Linked DNA regions of Mus musculus: region 2 is linked to region 1. The links are chromatin contacts, called in public Hi-C maps. All regions are on one chromosome and are shown on one strand. The core of a region is the stretch at or near the end of the contact, and the rest is flanking DNA. Distances in the headings are between cores, read along the strand shown. Region 1 overlaps Kcnj6 (potassium inwardly-rectifying channel, subfamily J, member 6). Region 2 overlaps Gm31641 (predicted gene, 31641).

The links. A called contact is a pair of places that touch in the nucleus more often than the background predicts.
Region 2: a contact with region 1 is called in a Hi-C map of cerebellar granule neurons, with 2.3 times the contacts expected there. The contact joins two enhancer-like sites. A contact is called at or near these places in 20 of 484 Hi-C or Micro-C datasets (B cells, CD4 T cells, CD8 T cells and 15 more).

The regions. Positions count from the first base shown.
Region 1 is chr16:94,811,718-94,818,380 of GRCm38.p6, reverse strand. All of the region lies in intron 3 of Kcnj6 (potassium inwardly-rectifying channel, subfamily J, member 6), which reads left to right. Among named protein-coding and RNA genes, the nearest start is that of Gm41507, 90 kb to the right of the region's middle. Within about 2 kb of position 2,275, at least 19 of the 459 cell types and tissues checked have an H3K27ac peak or open chromatin away from gene starts, as enhancers often do. A contact at or near this core is called in cerebellar granule neurons, where this site is marked.
Region 2 is chr16:95,205,672-95,213,014 of GRCm38.p6, reverse strand. All of the region lies in intron 3 of Gm31641 (predicted gene, 31641), which reads left to right. Among named protein-coding and RNA genes, the nearest start is that of Gm31754, 32 kb to the left of the region's middle. Within about 2 kb of position 3,879, at least 14 of the 459 cell types and tissues checked have an H3K27ac peak or open chromatin away from gene starts, as enhancers often do. A contact at or near this core is called in cerebellar granule neurons, where this site is marked.

The DNA of each region.
Region 1 (6,663 bases), core at 1,026-3,525:
GCCTCTCTGTAACACTCTTCCCTGACGTTCATGGCTCCCTGACACCTGCTCTACTTCCTCGGTCCTCTGCAATCCACGCCCTCTCAGAGCCTGCTCCACCCAGAGCTCTTCGCTTCCTCTCCCTTACCTCCAGGCAGATCCTGGGATTTCATTGCTAACTTCTGTGATATTGGATTTCCTCCTTAGACCTTAGCACCTCTCCCAGCTTCTCTGATCAGAGATCCAACTGTGTTGCGCACTTGACTCCCTGGCTCAGGGGCCCAGCAAGCTCACACAACCTATGCACTCAATGCGGAGGTGAGCTCAGCTCTTCAGCCTTCTACTCCTCTCTCCATCCTCCCCGAGAGCATCAGTGACATCATCAACACAGTGACATGGGCCAAAAAGGCAGCAAACTCCTGCTACATGTGAACATTGTGCCTCTCCCTGCATGGTGAACACATCCACTTCCACCCCCACAGCTGATGCCCCAGATCAAGTTGTCAGGGTGAGGAGCCTGGGTCCTCTGTGAGTGGCCACTTACAGAAGCCACCGCCCTCCTAACAAAATTCTAATAGGAATCAATCACCTCCCCTGCTTGAAAGTCACCAGCAGGCTGGGTGAGGAGGCACACGCAGTTAATCCCAGCACTCCTGAAAGCAGGCCAGTGGACTTCTATGCGTCTGAGATCATCCTGATCTACATAGCAGGTTTCAGGCCAGTCAGGACTATATCGTGAGACCTTATCTCAGAAGTAAATAAGTCAGGACTGGAGAGAGGGCTCAGTGGTTAAGAGCACTGACTGCTCTTCCAGAGGTCCTGAGTCTGATACCCAGCAACCACATGGTGGCTCACAACCATCTGTAATGGGATCTGATGCCCTCTTCTGGTGTGTCTGAAGACAGCGACTGTGTACTCACATACATAAAATAAATAAATAAACCTTTGAAAAATTTTTCATTAGAAGTTTTCAAAGCTTCCAGAGAGTCCCACTGCCTCAGGAAAATCTAGATGACTCATGAGTTCCTCCAGAGTCCTTGTAGCCAGCCCCTGCCTGCACCGTGTGCCTGCCCCGTCTCCATCCTCTTGCTCACCTGACTCATGCTAAGCTATATGAGTTTTTTGATTCATTCTCAGGGAAGCCTCCTCAGAAACCATCTGCAGGGCCACTTCCTGCACACTGACCACGGCCAGCCTGCGTGCCCACGGCTGCTGGCAAACTTTCCTCGTTCATCTGATTAGCAGCCGGGCTGCAAACTCTGCAAGAAAGGTATCTTGCCTCACTCGGTGCTCTGATCCCAGAGCCCAGGGCCAAGTAAATTATGAGCAAATGAAATATCCTGTATGGTCACAAACCAGTTTGGCTCCTTAAGCACACAGGAGGAGAAAAAAAAAGTTTAGAGTCTTTTAAAGTTGCCAAGTCAGTGAAGACAACAGTCATGGTCGGCCCAAAGCGCCTGTCTTCTGAGAATTGCTCCAGAGAACCAGAGGGTTCAGGTGGCTCCCGCTGAGCTGCAGACTAGACACCCATTCTCAGTCTCCCTCTCCATCAGGGTGGCTTTTAGTCCCATTACTACCCCAGCCCTAAGTTCCCCACTCCCCAGATATTCTACACCCCAGTGAAGGAACCTCTGGTCTCTCAGCTTCCTGGGCTGCAGATCTGGCAGCCATCCCTCCCTCTGTTCTTCACTTGCTTAATTCTTTGGGGACCAACAACTCCTCAAGCCCTGAGCTGCAGCTCACTCATGGGGCTTCTTGATGCGAAGAAGGAGGCAGGCTTTCTCTGGACTCTCCACTGCCACCTTCTGGAAAGTTCGTGTTATAACAACATAAATCTACACCTCTCAGATACCGGGTGTACAGTAAACAACCCACACATGGTGGCCCTGGTTGAGCTTGTCCGTGCGACCCCATACTTGTCTCTCATACCCAGCCACCCTCACCTCTCCAATATTTGGGGTTCACATCTTCCGAAGATAGTCTCACAGATGTTAGCTCCTTATTTGGGGTGTCCCCCTCCACACCACACAAAACAAACTTTGAAACAAATCCACTTCTTTATCCTCTAACCCCACATCCCTAGCCACTTCAGTGGAGATAAAAGGAAAAACAATCACTCTTGCATGTCATAGTGTGTGACCTGTCTAACACCTTGTCCTCCACTCTGCTCCACACACAAGCCACGAGCCCTGAGTTCACTGTGGCCCGGCTCACATCCACCCTCATACCTACTGTGGCACTAGGTCTGCCTGAGCTGTCGCCTCTATGCCTTTGTGTTAACTGTGAGCCCCCAGTGAGCCTTATGAAGGGCTTGGCAGACTCAGAAGCCCTTCCTGTGCCTCTGATGCTTTCCCATAGAGGTGACAGACCACACGTGGGTGGCGCCATCTGACTACCAAGATAAAAGCTGCCTTTTGTCTTCTATTTTCAGCAAGGACTACAATCTGGCCTATGATCAGTGCTCAATAAAAGAGATAGAATCAGTAATTTCTTATAAACAAGGTCCGACCTCTCTGAGTGTGTCTCAGACCTGTGATATCTCCTTTTCACTGGCCATATGCACCAGAAGCCAGGCAGCACCTAGCCTTCTTCTAGAGCTTAATGTGCCATGGTGCTCACATTAGTTGTTCTTGTGGTTTAAATATGGTCCCGATAGACTCACGGGTTGAATACTTGGTGCCTATAGCTTGTGGTTTAAATATGGCCCTGATAGGCTCGTGGGTTGAATACTTGGTGTCTATAGCTTGTGGTAGTGCTGTTTGAGAGTCTGTGGATCTTTCAGGTGGTGGGACTTAGCCAAAGAAATGAGTCACTGGGGACAACCTTGAGATTTTTCAATCTGGCCCTGTTTCCAGTCAAAGCTCTTTGCTTCCTTGATCTGCTCAGATGGGAGGTGTCTCGGCCACATGATTCTGCTGCCACAATCTTAGCCATGCTTTTCTGTCCAAGACGGACTGCTCCCGCTCAGACCATGATCCAGAATAAAACCTCCCTCTCTTAAGTTGCTGCTGCCAGGCATTCCCGCAGCAACGATAAAGGCCTGCGATGCTTTGCTGCTCGAAATTCTGCCGAGTCCTTTCCCTACTCAGGAATCAAGACATGTTCACAAGCTCCATCTGACATGAACAGATTGTCTGAAGCAGAAATCCAAAAGGTGAGCTTGTCCCTAGCACTCAGTCTCAGAATTCCATGCAAGGTCTCACAGAATGGAGCGACATGTTACTGTTTGAAAATGGACTCATTGTCCACTGAAGGCTGGTGAGGTCAGGAGGCCAGGCTGCGGGAGCAGTGGCCCTTAGAGATCCATTCCTTCTACTCCCATGCACTAAGAGGCTTTTGATGTCATCTAAATTTACTACCAAGTCCTAACAAGTGAGCTTCTCGGGAGACAAGGTGTGGGCAGGAGGTCTACACATAAGTTTCTACCCTGAAATCAAAGGCCATCTGCACTCATCCCTCCCACTGCAGCGATGACAGTAAAGACAGAAAGGCCAGATCATATAGACAAGCCTCCATCATCATCTAAGAATTTTACTTTTACCTAATAGAGGAAAGTTGTATTTATTGTCTATAATATGACATTTTTAAACATACACATATGATATGCTAGCATAACAAACCTTTATTTTGTTTTCTGATTCCCTTCCTAACTCTGTGCTTTTATTTCTGGGTTTTATACACATACATGAGGAATTTTAGCTTACCCCCGTTACATTTTCTTACCCCCGTTACATCTTCTGTTTCCTGTTTCCCACCTGTCGAAACTCTTTTCCCACCAAGTCCCTCTCCTACTTCCTATGTCTTGCTTCTTGTGTGTCCTGCCATGTTTAACTAGGGCACCTGCATGGGCATGGAGGGAGTTATTCACAAAAGCACAGACAACTTATCAATGGCTAAGCCACTGAAGAAAGTGACATGGCCATGAATTTAAAGTCTTTTTGCTGATAATACAGGTGTGCACTGCCAAGGACCAGCCTCGGCTTGGAGAGAGGCTCCTAAGAGAAGGGGAGTTTGAAAGCATCAGGGGTGGAGGGACAACTCAAAGTCAAATCGTTAGGTACAAGCTGACAGCCTGTGTTCTGCTCTAGGTAGCTTTCCAGGCAGCTCTCTGCTCGAGACAGCTCTCTCTTGCTTGAAAAGAATTCTAAAAACTCTCTGGATAGCTCATCTCTTGTCGATCAAAAGCCCTGTCTTTTATTTACATCAATTCGATCATTTTCCCAGGTCCCCCAAATTAGCATCCCACGACCCCAGCCCCCTGATTCTTAGAAAGACAGCAAGTACATTTTTAACATTGCCAATGAGTTCAGTGATCTACCTGCCTTTGTAGGCACAAACAATAAATTTAGCTGGGTTGGATCCCATCCTGAGATGACCATTCCAACCACGCCTGGACCTAAATTCATTCTGTCCCAGGCTAACCTTGAACTCGGGAATCTGCCTGCCTTTGTATCTTTCTGACAAGCTGTCTCACGGTGCCACGGAGTCTGTTCTTTACGGTCTGTGAAGCCCCTCATATAATTCATATTGTGTCCTTATATTTTACATAGTTGAGAAATTATATATTTTTGAACTCATGTTTTCAGAGTTCTTTCCCACAGCCTTAAAGGCTGCCCTGAAGGTCACATCATTCTACCATTTTGCTGAGACATTAGATACAGCCTCAATTCCTAGATTTGTGCTGTCTCTGATTATCATGGAGCCATTAACCTTGACAGAGTGGACATTCCCCAATGACCCTGACAGGGAGAATATTTCCCGAAGGAAGGACATGAAGTAAAAACAAGTCTCATGCCCAGCAATACACACACAGGCTTCAAGCCTAGCAACCATCAGCACTCATGGAAGCCCACACCCTGCTGTCTCTGTTCCAGGGAAGGGAAATCATGTCACACCGTCCCTTCTACATGGCCATTCAGGATTCAGCAGTAGATCATCTTACCCACTTAATGAAAACTTGGGGATTGAACCCATGGCTTCATGCATCCTGGGCAGGCTAATCTACAAACTGAACTAAAACCCCCATGCCCCTAACAAGACCATTCTGAAGAGGAAAAAAGGGTTCAGCTGTGCTTGGTCCTCAGTGAGATCTCCACACCTGCTTCTGCTGTGCATAGAGAGAATCAGCCCCATATTTGAGGGGCTGGCAGTTCAGAACTTGGGGGGGAGCACTTTGGAAGTCTTCTCTCTAAAGCTAGAGAGTAAATGTTTACTGGGGACAGTCTCTGCCATAACTACCAGATTTGTTAACTAATGTTAACATGGCAATAAGGGGAGAAGAGAAAAACGAACAGGACTGTGTCCTGATGAGATTTTACTTATTACCGTTTTCATGTGTCAGAAAGGATTATTCTTCTTGAGACTTTTTTCCCAACCCTTTAAAGAGTGTCAAAACCATATTTAGCTCTCCCCTATTCTGAAAAAAAGAGAGAGAGAGTACAATACAATGCAAGGTAGTACCCCACCCGCAGGGGTGCCTGGGAAGAACAGGAGCTTCCTCCCCGGCTCAGCACATCCTACTGATCAGGGCTGAGACCCAGCAGGCAGTGCAGCTGGAGGAGGAGGCTTGCCTGAGCCTGAAGAGCCCAGACCATTTATGCTTGCACTTCTCCTTTGAGTGGAAATCTAACAGGAAGCAGAAGCTCCTGACCTTTTTTGCAGAGCTTGGCAATCCAAGCTTGCATGCAGAAGCGGGCCCCATCAGTAAACAGTCCTCTTCTTAACATTGCATTTGCAAAGGACAAGACTAAAGAACACGGACATTTGGTTTTAATGGGGTTTTGCACTGGTCCCTTCCCTTTCTGACTTGCTTTTGTTTCTTTGGACAGAAACCGCTCCGCCAACTTCAAGCTCCCTGGCTCCTCTCCAAGTAGCATTTATTCTCAGCCCTTGTTCATTTTGGAATCTCAAAATCTCAACTTCATCCTACCCCAAGAGAGCCATTCTTTGTCCAAACCCTCTAGGAGGCTGAGGACCCTCCGGCCGGCTGTTAGTCATTAGTGACAGCATTCTTTCTACCTTTGCCTCAAATTAGTGTTTATGGGCCAGAGAGATGGCTCAGCATTTAAGAATGCTTGTTATTCTCACAGAGGATGCAGGTTAAGTTCCCAGACCCCCACATAGTGGATCACAACCATCCACAACTTGAGTTCCAGGGGTCCAATGTTCTCTTCTGCCCTTCCAAGGACACCAGGCATGCATTTAGTATACATACATGCATACATACATACAAACATACATACAGGCAGGCAGAAACTCATACATATAAAACAAACAAATGTAAAACATAAAAATGAACTGATGAATCCCATGTCCACTGCAAGCTTTGATCCGTATGTGCCAGCATGGACAGTATCTGTACAGAAAGCCGTCCTCTAAGAATGCATTAGCAATACCCAGTCCTTTGATCCTCTAAGAATGCATTAGCAATACCTCTCACCATTCAAAACAGCTACTGCCAACACAGCATCCAAATGACACTATTCAAATTTCCTGGCCACTAATTGTGCTGGCTAGTTTTATGTCAACTTGACACAAGTTAGAGTCATTTTGGAAGCAGGAACCTCAATTGAGAAAATGCTCCAACTAGAATGGCCTGTGAGCAAGAAGTAAGCAGTACCCCTCCATGGCCTCTGCTTCAGTTCCTGCCCTGACTTCCTGCCCTGACTTCCCTTGGTGATAAAA
Region 2 (7,343 bases), core at 2,630-5,129, 390 kb before region 1:
CCACCTCTGTGGGCCCGTGCTGAGGCATCCCTTCCCCCTGAGGTACCACAACAGGACAGTATAGTATAGAATAGAGTTTATTTATTTAGGGCATGGGGAGGGGAGTTGAGGGTGTAGTAGAGACAGAGAAAGGCAGTGTTGGAGAGGGAGAGAGAGATGGACCAGGGCCATGAACATATGGAGAGGGAAGGGAGGGGAATTGGGAGAAGGGACAGAGAGGGGAGAGAGGAAGGAAATAAGAAGAGCAAGAGAAGAGAGTGAGGAGGGGGTCAAGCGGCCCCTTTTATAGTGAGTCATGCCTACCTGGCTGTTGCCAGATAACTGTGAGGTGGAACCTAGAAGGAAAGCCAACAGCTAGTCTTCCCTTGTTCCTCATGGCAGTCATGTCAGGGAACTGTTGTGTACATGCCTATCATTACTAAGAGAAGCAAGTGAGGCCTTCAGTTTTGAGGAGCTTGTCTAAGATCCTAAATAGAAGGTGACGCGCATGCGTGCTTAAGAAACGGTCTGGTCCTTGTCTATTTCAGCTTCTTCCTGACTCTTCTGCTAACCCTTCCATCCCTACTGATACACAGGCAAGTTTTAGATTTATTATGATTCAGGTACCTTAGGGTAATAGACAGATGGCTCCCACTGAAGAGGAGCGGACACACCACCATGCCATGGGAAGAACATGGAGAAGCGTAAGGGCCATTCAGGAGGCGGGAGGAGGGATGAGAGCTGGGGCTGGAAGCTTACTATGGTTTTGGGGAAGGAATGAGCGAGGAACTCTGAGTGGACCAGGCAGGTGTGCGGCACTGGCTGGGGATGCCTGCAGTGGGCTGTGGAGTGCATGGGTGTCTCAGATCCTCTGGTTCCTGGTTCCGAATCAGCTGGAGAACATTCATCTCGCCTCCTGCAGTGAAGGGGTCAGGTGGAGGAGGTGATTTTCTGACCTCTGACTCCTTTGCTCCATGGCAGGCTTCAGTATCTTTATTATTATTATCATTATCATTATTATTATTATTATTATTATTATTATTATTATTATTTTCTTTATTTACATTTTAAATGTTATCCCCTTTCCCGGTTTCCCTTCCTCCGGGAAACACCCTATCACATCCTCCCTCCCCCTATGAAGGTGTTCCTCCACCCACCCACCGACTCCCATCTCCCTGCCCTCGATTCCCCTACACTGGGGCATCTATCAAGCCTTCACAGGACCAAGTACTTACAGGAGAGAAAGGGGGATACAAAGGAGTACAGGAGAGAAGACTTTGATCAGAGCATGTATGTGTATTATTAAATTATCAAAGATTAAAATTTGAAAGCGTATTTAAAATGGCTCTTGTGTCCCTCCCTTTGCCTGTCAACCGATTGAAACAATGAACCTCAAGGAACTGATTTTCCTCAGGAGGCTCTCGCCAGGGAAAGGAAAAGCAGAGCCTTTGGTGGCAGATGGGAAGAAGTTGACTCCCAAGAGAGATGTCGTACAGCTCTGAAACTTCTCAGCCTGTCTTGCTGAACAGAACCACTCCTTGACCAGGACAGCTTAGTTATGAATACCTCTTGCCCACTGTTTTAACCTGGACATTTCCAGACCCTGTCCAGGGTCGCTGGACCTCTTTGCTGCTGCTCCCACTGTAGCTATGTTGAGTAAGTCTCCTGTGTCTGCTTCTTTCTTTAGTGAGGCTATGGAGGATCAGTGGCCAAGTCTAGCTTCTTAGAGACACCCAGACTTGAGTTCTGCTCCTAACAATAGTAGCATCGCCGTGGCTATGCATCAGGATCTGGGCGCTATGGCATCCTAACACTATGGTGTCTGCTCGGTCCTGTCAGAATACACCAACCTAGAAGAACAGCATACGGTCTTATGTGAGGCTCTGTGCATGTTTCCAAGTTCACAAAGAATTAGCAGAATTGACCGCCTCATGATTGTAGGACTGAAGTCACCATGCCAGTCACAGTCATACTAGCTACAAGGCTACTGAGATAGAGAGCTCAACCAATGGCTGCTTTCTTCTTCGAGGCCAGCAGATCATGCCTCTTTCTGATGTCCATCTCAGATTTCAAGACCAGAGGAGTACACATGACTAACTCAAGCCCACTATCTTAAGGTTTCATTGCTGTGAAGACACCACAACCAAGGTGACTCTTATAAGGACAACATTTAATTGGGGCTGGCTTACAGGTTTAGAGGTTCAGTCCATTATCATCAAGGATGGAATATGGCAGCATCCAGGCAGGCATGATGCAGGAGGAGCTGAGAGTTCTACATCTTCATCTGAAGGCTGCTAGAAGACTGACTGCCTCCCATGTGGTTAGGAGGAGGGTCTTATTGCCCATCCCTACAGTGGCACACCTCCTCCAACAAGGCCACACTTACTCCAACAAGGCCACATCTACTCCAACAAGGCCCCACCTCCTAATAGTGCTATTCCCTGGGCCAAGTATATTCAAACCACCACACCCACTAAGAGTGATCCCCCTTCACATGAACTAAGGACCTTAGTCTATCTACATAAATCCCTGTGCCATATAGAACACTGTCACAGGAGTCATACCTATTCTGCCCACAGCTTTTATCTCCACTCAAGGAGAAGGAATAATTCAGGATCACGGTCAGGTTGGAACTTTGCCCATCCCAGATGACAATTATACCTCTCTGGACAACGCCTAGAACAAGCTGTCTGCAATGCTTTCTCTTTCCCATCTGGAAAATTTTCTGAGTTTGAAATGGATCTGGTTGTTGAAAGAAAGGGTCCGTTAACACATGGTTTCCCAGCACAATGATGGACACTCCCTCTGGGACTAAACTAATTCTTGACTCATCCTTGGATCTACTCTACTCTTGACTCATCCCTAGATCTAATCTAAAGACCACCAATGGCACAGACATTCCAGAGGGCTGGTGAGGGTACTGGTGTGGCTAAGCATCAGTCACTACCTTAGGGTTCTTGTCCTAGGGAAGTGAGGTGCTGAAGATGCCCAGAATGATAATAGAACAGACTGGGTTACACACACGATAGGCAGCATGAAGGGAACATGTCTGCGCAGAATGCCTCTTCTCTCAGTCCCTTCATGGCTCCAGTCATGCACTCCCGAGTCTTATGCACTATCCAGCTTCCTGTCTTCAATGCTTCAGTAACTGGATGCTAGCATATGTTAAAGATGACAGGAATGGAAGCGTGGGGGAGGGAAGTCATTCCAGTTTCTATCTACATTTGTTGGGCAGAAGATTTAAAATTTTTATTTTTCTCAGCTGTCCTTTTATCACCTAGGGCCTTGTTGTTAACTAGCACATTTTTTCTTTTAGGCTATTTGTGGTAGATCCTTGAAAGGACCCAGGATGAGGTATGTGCAGCTCCCCAAGAGATAGATATTCCTGAAGATCCCTTTACAAACGACTTTGTCCCCCTCACTCCAACTTGGAGCCAATGTGAGGTGTCATTTCATGGCTGATCCTAAAATGTCTGGGAATTTTAGGTGAATAGTAGGTTTAGTCCAGAGGTTTTTGGTCTAAACAGATCTTTATCAGTTCTGGAGTTATTATAATAAGTCAGCAGTTCTCAGCAGAAGGGTTCTTTTGATCTTTGGGTCTGTAGAGTGCTGACTTCTTTTTTTTTTTTTTTTTTGTCACAACAAGAGGTCACTGCTGGCATCTAGTGGTGGAGGCCTGGGATGTTTCTGTCATGGCATGGCACTCCAGATGGCCTCCAGAACTGAGTATCCAATGTCAAACACCAACAGAGTTTAGTTTGAGAAACCTTGAATTGAACCAGCCCAGGCTATGTGACCTTCATCAAGGCAAAGCTGTTCTCTCTGAACTGGGATACCCTCCCACCTCTCTGTGCCCCTCACCAAATCAGGACAAGCAATTCCAGCTGACCTTGGAGGCCTGCCTGCCTTGGGCATAAATTCACCAGGCTGGGTTGGAGGCCTAGGGACATATTGCTGCCTTGATCTCTTGCCATGCTGAGTCCTAGGCGTTCCAAGTATTTACCATCCTCTGCAAGACTGAATTCTCACTCACAGAGGTGAGCCAGGGGCATCACAGGGTGCCAGTGCTGTGTGTGTTCAGTGAATGATTTGACGGAGAGGGAGAGGGAGAGGGAGAGGGAGAGGAGGGAGAGGGAGAGGGAGAGGGAGAGGGAGAGGGAGAAGGCAACTTGGTTAGATTTCTGCTGATCTTTCCAATTTAAGGTAGAAACCCAAAGCTTGACCCTAATGTGCCTTGGTCAGATACAGTACAATCTTCTGCCTTTCTATTGGACATTTCTGGATCAAAGAAATAAATGGTGGGGGAGGGTGGCAAAGCATTTTACTTTTCCTTAGAAAGAAAAGGAAGTTGTAGATTGTGAAACCCATTGATTTATAGTGTTTCTCTTCCCTCCTATCTCTGGGTAGAGAAATGGAACTTACTTTTCTTGCCCTGTGACTTTAGGTGTGGTTCCGTGGCTTTAGGCTAAACTCAACTACGTGAAATGATTTATCTGCAGTGTGTCCTTGAGTGTATGACTTAGCTTTTGCCTCAGTTTCCTTATCTGTCAAGTGGAGATTACAGTCCTGCCTACAGACTGGGTTACTGTGATAATCAAATGGGTAAATATTTACCAGGTGCACAGAGTAGCGCCTGACCTTCTGGTAAAATTATCTAAGTGTCTGAATGTGTTCCGAGCCTCTCCCTACCTGTATAACTCAGTGCACCAAGGACGTGTTTTTGCTGCGATATTAACCTATTGAAAACCGACTTGGAGCCCAAAGGCTACCCTTCAGCCAGTACCTGATTCAGAAGCAGCATGCTTGTGTTTCCTGGACTTGATTTCCTAATCAGGACATGCTTTTCATTAGTCTATTTTCATCAATAAGGGTGAAACAGAGAGGTCTTTCCAGAAATTCTATTCGCTGGTCTGTGGCCTTTCTCATTGGGCCATTTGCTACCCCAACTCCATGGTGTATCAGCTTCTTTCCTGATAGGTTTCTCCTCCTTTCTTGGGTGTAGAGAAAGTCTAGTTTGGGCTTGGGATTGCTGGTGATAGTCCGAGAAGGAAGACGAAGAGAGGAAAATCTAACAACTTCATTGAGTCCTAGGAGACAGGGACCTGGGGTGAGGGTGGTAGGGAGGTCCAGTAACTAGTCAGACTGGAAAGATCCAAACACTTCCTTCATTTGCAAATCCATCAAAGCCTGGATTGCACAGAAAGGAGAATCTGTGGGCCACTGCCATGGCCCTGCTCTTCCTGGTGAGAAGAAACACGGCGACCTCAGGCGACCCTAGGAAGAGAGGCTGACCTCCTTCCCTTCCCCGCTGGGTTTGTTCTGCAACTGAGGTGACGATTTCCTCTTCTCAACTCCCAGAACTAGGGCCAAAACAAGCTGTTCTGAAAATGCCAGGGCTCACTCTCTCCTCTAGTTGGTTTTGGTCCCATGGTCCCTGCCGGTGGGAGGAGACTGGAGCTTGTCACTCAAGAGAAAGATGTGTCTAGCTTCCACCTGCTGTCCTAGAGTAGTTTTTAGCAATGTTCTTTTACCAGCACCACTACCACCACCACCACCCCGACCCCACTCCTCGCCCCCTGCCCTGCCCCCAGAGTGCCCTAGTCAGAGCAAAAATGTTACTTCCATCTGATGCCTCAGCAGCACCTCTCAAATTCTGCAGTTGGGGAAGCGTCTGTGGCTTCCTGGTCAGCATGGATGTCCACATGGGCTAGAAGTGAGAGTGGGTGGGCTAGTTGACAGAATGAGGGCATGATGACCTATGCCCTCACCTCCTTTTTCCTGAACAGTACTAGCATAGGGTGCAGCTAGGGCAGGACGTGGATGGCAGGATCGCTGGGTAATTCTGGAGCAGGCATCTCAGGGCATGAGGGACATTGTACAGGCATTGTGAGGTGGAGGACAGTATACAGATACTTCACAGAGAGAGAACAGACAGAGATGGGGGCCATCCTGGGCTTGAGGCCACAGTGCAGACCATGGAAAGTCAGTGTTTGTGACCTTCACCTTCTGTGGGATGGCAATTAGGATGGCCTGCCGTGGTGTTTGGGGGAAGACAATGTGCACATTTTGACTTGTTTGCTCCACTGTGTGGCACCCAGGTATTGTCATTGCATGGCAGCTGGTATGAATTCCACTGTGCCATCCATCAATGGCCTGACACCACAGGAGCCATTGCACAGCTGGTTCCATAGCTAAACCTGGACCCTAACCCTGTGGGATCCTCCAGTATGCACCAGGGACCTTTCCAGGGCCCAGCATCCTGAGGCTCCTGCATAGTGTTTTTACTGAAAAAATGCTTGAAGCAGCCTCTAGGCAAATGGCCACCGGACAGCGAACATGAGGCAAAACCCCCTGCCATGTGTCCGCTTAGAACTGCTGTACTTAAGGGACCAGTGAGGCTTTAGGCAGCAAAGAGTTTCAACCATCTGCTGCCTTGGAGATTTGCATTTAGAAACACCTGTGTGAAGAATGGAGGCACAGTCAGAAAGGACAAGTGTGTGAGGAGAAGCCAACAAACTAGGAGGGTTGGTTCCCACAGGGAGGGAGGCGAGAGTCAAGCAAGCATCCAGACCTCGAAGGAAGGCTTGAATATTGGAATCAAATGGCTTTTTCCTGGAGGCTTAGATATAATATCATTCTGTCTTCAAATGTGAATCATTAATGGGTGGGCCCAGTCTCCCTCTATGAGGACAGGAATCTCATCCACTCAGCCACTATGCTGTCTCCTCTCTGAGGGGAGGCTGCCATATTGAAGGTGGTGAGTACCCAGAAATGGCCACCTGAGCTCTGGGTGCTCCTAAAAGCTGGCACCTCCCTGGCTAGTGTGTGCACTCTAGCAGAGCAGCTAGCTACTGGTGAGTAAATTCAATTGACCAGTACCTCAGGGAGAATGTCATGGAGGGACTGTCTACTTGCCTTGATGTAATGAGGCTGGGAATCTCAAGCAGCCAAGTAGCTCTGGGAGGGCCCAGTTAAGAACTACATGGCAGGGAACTGTCTGGATGTTGTGGAATCAGAGTGTATACATCAACTTCAGGACTGAGATGACCAGAGAGGGTGAAGTTTCCTCTAGCTGAACATCAAGATGCACATATTAATATAATATGTGGTGTGCATTAACAGGATATGCAAAGCATTCAACTCCTACTATGGAGTGTGTCCCTACTGTGTGCTAATGGAGTAGGTATAGTGTTACCAATGTAGCTTGTTAATAGAGTGATGTGTTGTTGATGTGATACAAAGATGGGTCTTGACTGTGTCATGCATTGTGCTGTCGCTTTAATACCAGGGGTTGATGATACAATGTGGCATAGTCACCACTGTGATGTATAGTGAATGTATAGTGGTACAATAAGTGATATGTT